2 separate regions of the Zea mays genome follow, and region 1 is linked to region 2. Evidence: chromatin contacts called from public Hi-C data. All regions are on one chromosome and are shown on one strand. The core of a region is the stretch at or near the end of the contact, and the rest is flanking DNA. Distances in the headings are between cores, read along the strand shown. Region 1 holds the start of LOC100277765. Region 2 holds the start of LOC100501354 (UDP-glycosyltransferase 85A7).

Region 1 (4,599 bases), core at 1,929-4,428, 130 kb after region 2:
GTCGAGATTATATTTGAGGTTGCCAAGAGGAAATATTGTCTATGTTCAGTTATAGATTTGAAATATAAAATTAAGTTAGTTATTAATGGATTCACTTTAAATAGTATTAAGATAGTTCGTTATGTGGCATTCATCGCTTCCTCTTAGTATCAAGAGCATACAGCTTTTCCAAAGAAAAATGACGATAAACAGGTCTGATCAAATTCAACAGATGATCTACTGAAGCATCGCTATTATCAGGATACTTAGTTGTTTTTAAATTACAGCAAACAAAGGTCTCTCCTTACCTTCTCATTTCTTAGTAATGCTTGGCAGAGCTTCCTCTCTAGAGACCAATACTGAATGCCTGATTTGAGTTCAGTTCGCAATCTATAAACAATAGAAAATGAAGTGAGTAACTAGCTCAAATATTAGTGAATATATTACATATGTACAAGTACATAGAGGAGAAGATTCCAACCGGTCTGTCATTAATCCTTGGCACTGAAGAAGCCCTTCAAGGGGTTCAATCATTTGAGACAAGGATGTCTCATTGAGAGATTCTTCTTTCTTTCCCAACACCTGTATGGTAGATAGGGATGAAATTGGACGAAAACGGATACTTATTCGGATATTATTTTTTGTCTTATTTCTTTGATTGCAAATAAATAGAATATAAAATCTGCAATGCAAATTCATATTCTTGTTTATAGCATTGAACTTGTAAAGATTCATAAAAGATAAGCCTCAAATTTATCATATACTCAAATGATAGATATAAAAGTCAGACACAAATTCGGATATTGTTTCACCTTTTTTGTTGTAGGGAGCAAATAATGCATAAAACAATTTATACAAAAAATTATTCTTATTTGTAATAATGTGCTTGATAACATAAGAAAAGATCAGCATCAAATTTCATATATATCTATTTCAAAATATTAAATTTTCCATAACAATTCGGTTATCCACTTTCATCCCTAATGGTAGATAAGGCGGCTAATGTATACACTATATACAGGGCCTATGTAGATCAGATTTAGCAAAACTTGCATTCTATATCTCTATCTTATTTCACTACAATGCAGGTCTTACTTTTGAAGTGTTGTCATCTGGGACTACATGTAAACAGTCTTCATTTGAAGCATCTAACTGCAACAAGAAATGTTTAGTTTGTTCAATGCAGAACATAAGCCATAAGATGAAAGTTTGAAGCACATTTCAAGAGGTTGAAAAAACCTGATATATGTAACTCTCTGTGAAAGAAAGAACAGGTAGATACTTGAAAATGGCTTGTGGCTTGTTAACATCCAAACCATGAAACATAAAGTACGACCTACACTGTTTTCTCAAGAAGGAAAAAAGGGACTTTAGGGAAACATAATTATCAGGAAGTGCTCAAGATAGACTCATAACCCCCCAAAAAAGACATGTTTGAACAGGAAAAATCAAAATTTAGAACAGCATGTGACCCAGTTTCTCTATAAGACTAATAATGGAACAACAAAATACATTCAAAGATACCTTGCTATTTTTTATACGGGCTTAATGCCTCTATAAGCGGTTCAATTGTTTTGTAGCACTTGCATTGCAAAATCTCAACAAAAGGCAGTATGACAGTGTTTTTTTAGCAAAAACAGTAAAGGAATCCCCTAATGTGCTAAGATTTTATTGATGTGAGAAAAGAAAAGGTAAACAGGTTTCTCTTGAGAAAAATAAAAGAAGAAAAACTAAAAGGCAGCCCAGAAGACCTGGGTCACTCCAGGATTAATTCATGGCAGTGTTTCCATTAAGGATTTTTACGAGTACCAACTACAAAGAATACATACAAAATCTTCAAGCGTAGACTTAGCTCTTGCCATCGCATCAAAACCAACCATCGGCATAGCTTGAACGGTTGATTTCTCGGCATGCATCTTAAACTTCTTAATTGGCTGGAGTGAACCTCCAGAACATATATCTTTATTAGCTGCGTTTGAAAGGGTCCTATGTCTTATCAGAGTTCCAGACCCAATCAACAAGAAAATTTCCGGATAAACTCATAAGGTTAATGTAAGATCATCATTACTTCACAACTATTACCACTACCTTCCAGATGGGTGAGATGCTGCACTTCTTCCAAAGTATTAGGAGTAGCCTAATAAAAGAAGTCTCAACTATAATTTCTTCATAGAAAACACATAGACAAATATGAACTAAAAGTTAGACGGTGTCACTTAGATTACCTTTCTTAATAGCTCAGAGATCAAAAGGAACTTATTCTCCAGGGTAAGAGAATCAAACGGTTGCACCTACACAAAAGATTTTGTGATCATAATTTTGGAAGTAGTTCTCGGTGCTTCTTTCTGTCCCATTTCAAAAAGCATGGGAATACTTGATGTTTCAGCAGGAGATACCCAATTCAGAGGAGCAACGAGAACAGCAAAGCAAACTAGTGTGATGAATCTGATCATTAAGGCAAGGTTGCATTATTGAAGTCTGGTCATGACCAATGTGACAAATCAATCTGGTCCAGTCTCCAGTTGACCATGCCTACTCTAGTGGTGTAAGCTCCTTCGGCCAGGCATTTAGCTAACTGGATTAAAACTACGAGAGGAGAGCAGCGAGCACACGTCACCAATCAACAGCAGGTCAATACAAAATCCAACAACTCATCAAATCAATCGGAACACTTCAGCGAGCTACGCGTGCGTAAATGCACAATCGAAACCGTATTCGTCGAATAAACCCATGAAAATGCTAAACGAACAGCATATACGCGCCTTAAATCCATGGCCTAACCAAAAACCACCACGAAGGACGAAGGCAGGGACGGGCGGCGGAGGGAGCACTATGCTATGCTAGACACAGTCCGTGTCATATAAAAACAAAGGGGAAAAATCCATTTTGCCTGCTTCGGCGCACTGGTAAGGATCCGATTGAATTCGTATATACGGTCATACGGAGGAAGAGGGGCGACCCCCAAAAACCGTACCATGAAGAGGAGGAATTGGGCGAGGAAGCGGTCAGCGGCAGCGCCGCCGCAGCTGGAGTCGGTGTGGGAGAGGCCGCGTGAACTCATGAGGGACAGCACCCTCTGCATCTTCTCGAGCTCCAGCAGCGCCTCCATTGCTGCTCCTCCTCGCCCTCCCCGCTTCCGCTTCTCGCAGTATCGCGGCTTCGCTTCGAGTTGCTTCAGGTTTTGTTCGAGACTTGCAAAGTAGCAAACAGAGAATGGAGGAGAGCGGAAATAAAAGAGAAATGAGGCTGAGGTTAATGTGTGCCCCCAGTTGGGAAATGCAGCGTTGGGTTCCAAATTCCAAAATCCTGAGGCCTTTCTCCTCATTTTCTCAAGTTGGGCTTGGGCTAAACTGGCCATCAGGAAGGAGCAAAAAGCCAGCAATCCTCTTTTTTTCATATTTTCGGCTTAACGAGCACTCTAGCAGGTTTGTCAAAAAAAAAAAAAAGGTGCCGTTACCGATCTGAAATCCACCTTCGAACGTAATTTCAACTGTGTGTGTGGCTCTTAGAAACATCAAAGGTGTCATTTGGTTGAAATATTGGTAACATAATAGGTAACCGATAACGTTATATTATATTTGTTTAAATCTAATCATAATTGATATTACGCTAAAAATAGATATCGACTTATTTAAACTTGTTATCATCAGTATTCGAGTGTGAATTACTACCGTTACCATTTACGTTACATTCCGTTAACCAAACGGCATAAGTAGTTCTCAATTGTAATGAGTAACAACATTGCAGTATCAGTACGGGGACACACGTGTAAAATTGGAGTGCGTAGAGTTTCTTCTAGAGACGTTGGCAGCACATTATAATGCTGAATTCCATTTCCATACACGTGTAGAATTGGAGTGCGTAGAGTTTGTAGAGACGTTGGCGGCACATTATAATGCTGAATTCCATTTCCATGTTCTAATGTCTAGTCCAAACCCACACAATTTTGTTATAAGTTGTTCGTTTCGGATTAAAGTCAACTATTCGAACTGTCATAGCTGTAATCTATGGAAACAAAATATTATAAAAAATAATATAAATTGTTTCGGATTAAAGCGAAGCCAACAACGTGGAAGTCTAGCGCACGCCTACTGGTGCTACAGTCAGAATGAGTTCGACTTTTCGAGATCAACCTGCCAAATTACGGGTTTCTTTGATACAAATAAATATCATCCTTGTTGATTACATAAGTAGAATCTAGAAAAGAAACATCTGAGGTAAGTTTTACCTGTGTTTTTTTAAAGAAGGGACACTCATCGAAAATACTCCACCGTCTTAATTTATAATTCGTTTGACTTTTGTGGGGAAGATTGATCGGATTGTCTTATTCAATTTTTAAGAAAAAATAAATATTTCAAACACATATTTAAAGTATATTATATGTTAAACGATACCAGAAGAACATAACAATAATAATGAAAAACTTAATAAGACGAGTCAATAAAACTTGATATAAAAAAGTCAAACGGGTTATAATTTAAAACAGAGGGAGTAGGATCTTTAGCTTAGTGAAAAGACTTCTCATTACTTAATTAGGTTTTTCTTACGAGAGGTCAACTATTTTAATTTTAACTAAATATATATTATTTTTAACTTTAACTAAATATATAAAATATCAAA
Region 2 (5,068 bases), core at 1,473-3,972:
TCCATAATATTCTTAATAACACGATTGTGTGTGTGCGCGCGCGTGTTAAAATATTATATTTGTAATATAGTTGAGATGTTTTAGGAACATCCCTCCGCAGCGGCGACCGCATCCTCCATTGGTCGCACGTGTCCGCAGCGGCACCCGCATCACCTGCCCGCCAGCCACATCCGCATCCTTATCCGATCCATACATAGCAGCGAAGCCCGCATTGCCTGCCTACATCCTTCACTTCTCGTGTATGCGTCCGTAGCGGCACCAGCATCACCCGCCCACTAGCCACGTTCGAATCTTATATGATCCATGCAGTATGTCTTTATATACCACCAATTCTCTGACTCTGACGATCAATCGATCTGCTTAGGCCGGGGAGGTCTCGATTAGTAGCTGCAGGTGGAGTGCTAGCGGTACTGATGCGAATGGAGCTTGAGAGTCAGATTGGTGCATATGGGGGTGAGTGATCGTCTGCTTGCTTGCTCGTTTCTAAATTGATGGAGCGGAGAATTGAGTTGTCCGTGTTTATGGCGGCGACAGCGTCCATGAGGATGCATGTCATGTATTTGTAGAATTGCGACAACCTTCGCTGAGGCTTGGAGAGCTACTTCTGCGGTCGTGATCTGAAGAAGGTTCTCAAAGCATGGACATCTCTTAGCTTTAGCGGATTATTCTAATTTACATATGTTTCCATTTCAATATTAATCTTATTCTGTTAACAACATATTTTTTTAAGTAACATCATATTTATCTTCACAAATATGTTTAGAATTTTTTACATACATATATTTTTTTCAATGAGTAGTTATGCCAAATTTGCAAATTAAGTCATGTTAGAGGAAGATACATCATGAAAAATAGAATAACTAAAAATTCCAAACACCATGGCTTTTGGCGTTTAACTTCTCTATACTTCACAGCCCGTCATAGAAGTCTTGCTGGATCATTGTGGTCTCCATCCTCTTATAGTTGTCATAGGCAAGCTCTAACGAAGGAAACAAGAGTGTAAAAATAGGAGAAAACCATATCCAACCTCCCAACATATGCAACTTGTGCACCTGGTCCAGTTTCATACGTCAACGAGAAAGATGTAGATGTACCACGAGAACAAAACAAATGATGTTACTCGTGCTCTTTTATCTGATTCGATTTCATATTATGCGGCATTTGTAGCTCCTTGGCCTTTTGTTTTTTTTTTGGCAAAGAGTGTATAAAAAGACCAGCTGAATGGAAGATTGGATCATTCATTTCTCTGCTAGAATTCATAGACATTGGCATTTAATTGGCAAACACAACTCAAGCTCTCATGGCATGCATATCCCTATCTGAATTTGAGGCAAGCAAAATTGGGTTCATTAAAATACTTGTCCCTTGAATATCAGAGATAATTTTTATAGGATCACCAGATCTTATTTTTACATTCACTACCGCAATTGCAGTTGTATTTGTTCCAACAGACTCCATAAATCTTACTTGCTCTCTTGAAATAGTAGGTTTCATAGATAGATTAATTGATCTTCTTGGTGCATGTGAAGATACTTCAGATTAATTGATCTTCTTGGTGCATGTGAAGATACTTCAACTCTAGACAACTTCTCTTATGTTCTAGCCAAGATATCTGAGCATGTTGATGGCGCAATTGCTGATGAAATTTGGCAAGAATTCCCATGGATCAAATTGCAGATCTCTTGTTTGCAGAAAATGAGCAATGTATGAAAATGTGCTTGCAAGACTTGCGTCTTTGATAAAGGTTGGAAAGTTGAAGGCTATTGAGACTATGATTGAATCAGGAATTGACAAGAAACTTCTTGTGCTTCTAGGCAATGGTTCTGAGATCTCATAGCACCACGTGATTACCATGCTAAAAACATTTAGTGAACTTGGTGCTCCACTTCAACGGTGCATGGGGTTTGCAGTGTTGCTTCATTTGCCTTGGCACGCTCGGATCAGTTTGAAAAGATTTGTTTTATTTGACAGAAATGTATTGCAATCACCAAAGCCCCAACAATTATTTGAGGTGATTCTTCATAATATCCTTCAGAGAGACAACAAAAATATCATTCAAACCATCCAATGTTTATTATCTCTTGTTGAAAGGGAAAATGATACAAGGGTGCAAGACCTCCTTTTGTGAAGCCTTATATTTGTGATTTATGTAAAAAATAAGATGAAGTTATGCAAAAGTGAGTGTTTGAACCGTGGTTGTTGGCTCTACATTCACACCTACCTAATCAATTGAAAACATATATTTTGTGCATTATTAAAACAAAATTTATCCTATGTCATATATAAAAATCATAGCAATGCATGGGCATATGACTAGTTTTATAAATTACGCTCGTCGTTAGACGTCGAATAAAGAATCCTAATTTAATTTGTGTATTTATGAACGCACGGGATATGTTTTAACATTAGAAGAAATGAACTCGTAGCTTCCGACGCGTGTTCATCTACAGTTCTACCGCGTATAGTCATGGTCGACCCATCCCCTCTCTTCTGCTCGCCTTAGACCCGCCGCCCCTTAGACCCACTGCCCCTAGCCTTCTCATCCCCCGCGACCCTGCCACCTCCTCCCCTCACTAGTGCTGTCGTCATGGTCGACTCATCCCCTCTCTTCTACTCACTGAGATCGTAACGTTAGTATGAACTATATATTAGCTCTGTAAATAGTAATTGATCCTATTCATCACCCTCATCTAACTCACAAGCTAGCTAGGTGTATGGTATACCAGTATCGCGCCGTTTACACTTGCACAAGGCGCACTTCGACATGGGCTCCGTTGCTGCCGACGCCGCCGGCAAGCCGCACGCCGTGCTCGTGCCGTTCCCGGCGCAGGGCCACGTCACACCGATGCTGAAGCTAGCAAAGATCCTCCACTGCCGGGGCTTCCACGTCACCTTCGTCAACAGCGAGTACAACCGCCGCCGCTTGCTCCGGTCCCGCGGCGCGGACGCGCTCGACGGCCTCCCAGGCTTCCGTTTCGCCACCATCCCGGACGGCCTGCCGCCGTCCGACACCGACGCCACCCAGGACGTGCCGTCCCTCTGCCGCTCCACGGAGGAGACCTGTCTCCCGCATTTCAGGGCCCTGCTCCAGTGTCTCAACGCCTCCTCCCCTGACGTGCCGCCGGTCACCTGCGTCGTCGGCGACGACATCATGGGCTTTACCTTGGATGCCGCCAGGGAGATCGGCGTGCCGTGCGCTCTGTTCTGGACTGCCAGCACCTGCGGGTACATGGGCTACCGCTACTACCGCACCCTCATCGACAAGGGCATCTTCCCGTTGAAAGGTGATAGGGATCTCTCTCGCACAGTCGCACTGGCACACCACACGCGACTGAGTGTAGGGGAAGTACTCACGTTTTTTTTTCTTTTTTTTGAACACGCAGAGGAGCATCTGACGAATGGGTTCTTAGACACGCCGGTGGAGTTCGCGCCGCCCGGGATGAGCAAGCACATGCGGCTCAAGGACTTCCCAAGCTTCATGCGCTCCACGGACCCCGACGAGTTCATGGTCCACTACGCCGTCAGGGTGACGGATCACACAGCCGGCGCGGACGCAGTCCTTCTCAACACCTTGGACGAGCTCGAGCAGGAGGCGCTGGACGCCATGCGCGCCGCCGTGATCCCACCTGCCGCGTCCATCAACACCATCGGCCCGCTCGCCCTCCTCGCCGAGCAGATCGTGCCCAGAGGCAGCCAACTGGACTCGCTGGGTTCTAACCTCTGGAAGGAGGACGCCTCCTGCTTCCGCTGGCTCGACGGCCGGAAGCCCAGGTCCGTGGTGTTCGTGAACTACGGCAGTGTGACGGTGATGACCAGCGCGGAGCTGGTGGAGTTCGCGTGGGGTCTGGCCAACAGCGGCCACGACTTCCTGTGGATCATCCGGCCGGACCTCGTAAGCGGCGACGCCGCCGTGCTGCCCCCGGAGTTCCAGGAGGCGATCGAGGGGCGCGGCCTGCTGGCGAACTGGTGCGCGCAGGACGCGGTGCTGCGTCACCAGGCGGTGGGCGTGTTCCTGACGCACTCTGGGTGGAACTCGACGCTGGAGAGCCTCTGCGCCGGGGTGCCAATGCTGTGCTGGCCTTTCTTCGCGGAGCAGCAGACCAACTGCCGGTACACGTGCGCGGAGTGGGGCGCGGCGTGGGCGTGGAGGTCGGCCACGACGTGCGGCGGGAGGCCGTGGAGGAGAGGATACGGCCATACGGGAGGCCATGGGCGGGGAGAAAGGGAAGGAGATGCGTCGCCGCGCGGTGGAGTGGCGGGAGACCGCCGTGCGCGCGACGCGGCCCGGCGGGCGCTCGTACGCCAACCTGGAGAAGCTGGTGACTGACGTACTCCTCTCGGGTGGCAATAATTATTAAACCTCCTTGCTATCGTCAGGCATCAGCAGTTCAGCACTGCTCCATATGCATGCATAAACCATCTAATACACTTTAGCTCAGTTTTAAGATCTACGTGTCGTTGCACTCTCTAGTACGTGTTGTATTATGTACCCGTCTATTGTTGTACTATTTGGGTATGGATTCTGGAAATGAGTGTGCACAATAAACGAGTGAGGTAATAAGCTCGGCTCGATTCCGTATGGCTCGGTACAAGAGCGAGCCAAGTCTGGCTCGACTTGGTTGTCTGGCGAACTCAAATTCTAGACTCGGTGCAGGCTCATGAGCAGGCTGGCGAGCCTTCAAACCACCAGTAGCTACCACCTGTTCTCACGAGCCACTAGTAGCTCTAGCTAGACATGATGTAATAGTATTGTACCAAATCAAATACAATACATATAAACCTAACTAACTGATACCGAACTGCTTCAATGCACATAAGACGGAACAACTTCAATACACAAGTCAGACTAACTGCAACGCAGCCCCTACAGTCCTACACAGCCCCCTCCCCTTGCATGCCGGTTGTAGGGGACACTCCACGGCCGCATCGGTGCCCCCTACAGCGCCCCCTACGCGCTGGCTCCCTTCTCTCTCCCCCCAGATCTAGCGTGTCACTGTTCATCACCCTAAACACTGTGTTGTGGGTTCACGAGTAATTGTTAGTAGATAAAAAATTGATAGTTGATATA

What was found. A called contact is a pair of places that touch in the nucleus more often than the background predicts.
Region 1: a contact with region 2 is called in a Hi-C map of leaf, with 3 times the contacts expected there. The contact joins the promoter of LOC100277765 here to the promoter of LOC100501354 in region 2. A contact is called at or near these places in 4 of 25 Hi-C or Micro-C datasets (ear, leaf and tassel).

What each region holds. Positions count from the first base shown.
Region 1 is chr2:45,831,990-45,836,588 of Zm-B73-REFERENCE-NAM-5.0, forward strand. LOC100277765 reads right to left here and starts at 3,179. Exons shown (of 15, transcript NM_001151251.2): 1 at 2,954-3,179; 2 at 2,205-2,270; 3 at 2,068-2,116; 4 at 1,809-1,948; 5 at 1,219-1,320; 6 at 1,075-1,131; 7 at 461-561; 8 at 288-369. The coding sequence starts at 3,088.
Region 2 is chr2:45,699,004-45,704,071 of Zm-B73-REFERENCE-NAM-5.0, forward strand. It overlaps LOC100501354 (UDP-glycosyltransferase 85A7), which reads left to right and starts at 2,723. Exons shown (of 2, transcript NM_001196099.1): 1 at 2,723-3,284; 2 at 3,384-4,526. The coding sequence starts at 2,765. The coding sequence ends at 4,327. It also overlaps the pseudogene LOC103648600.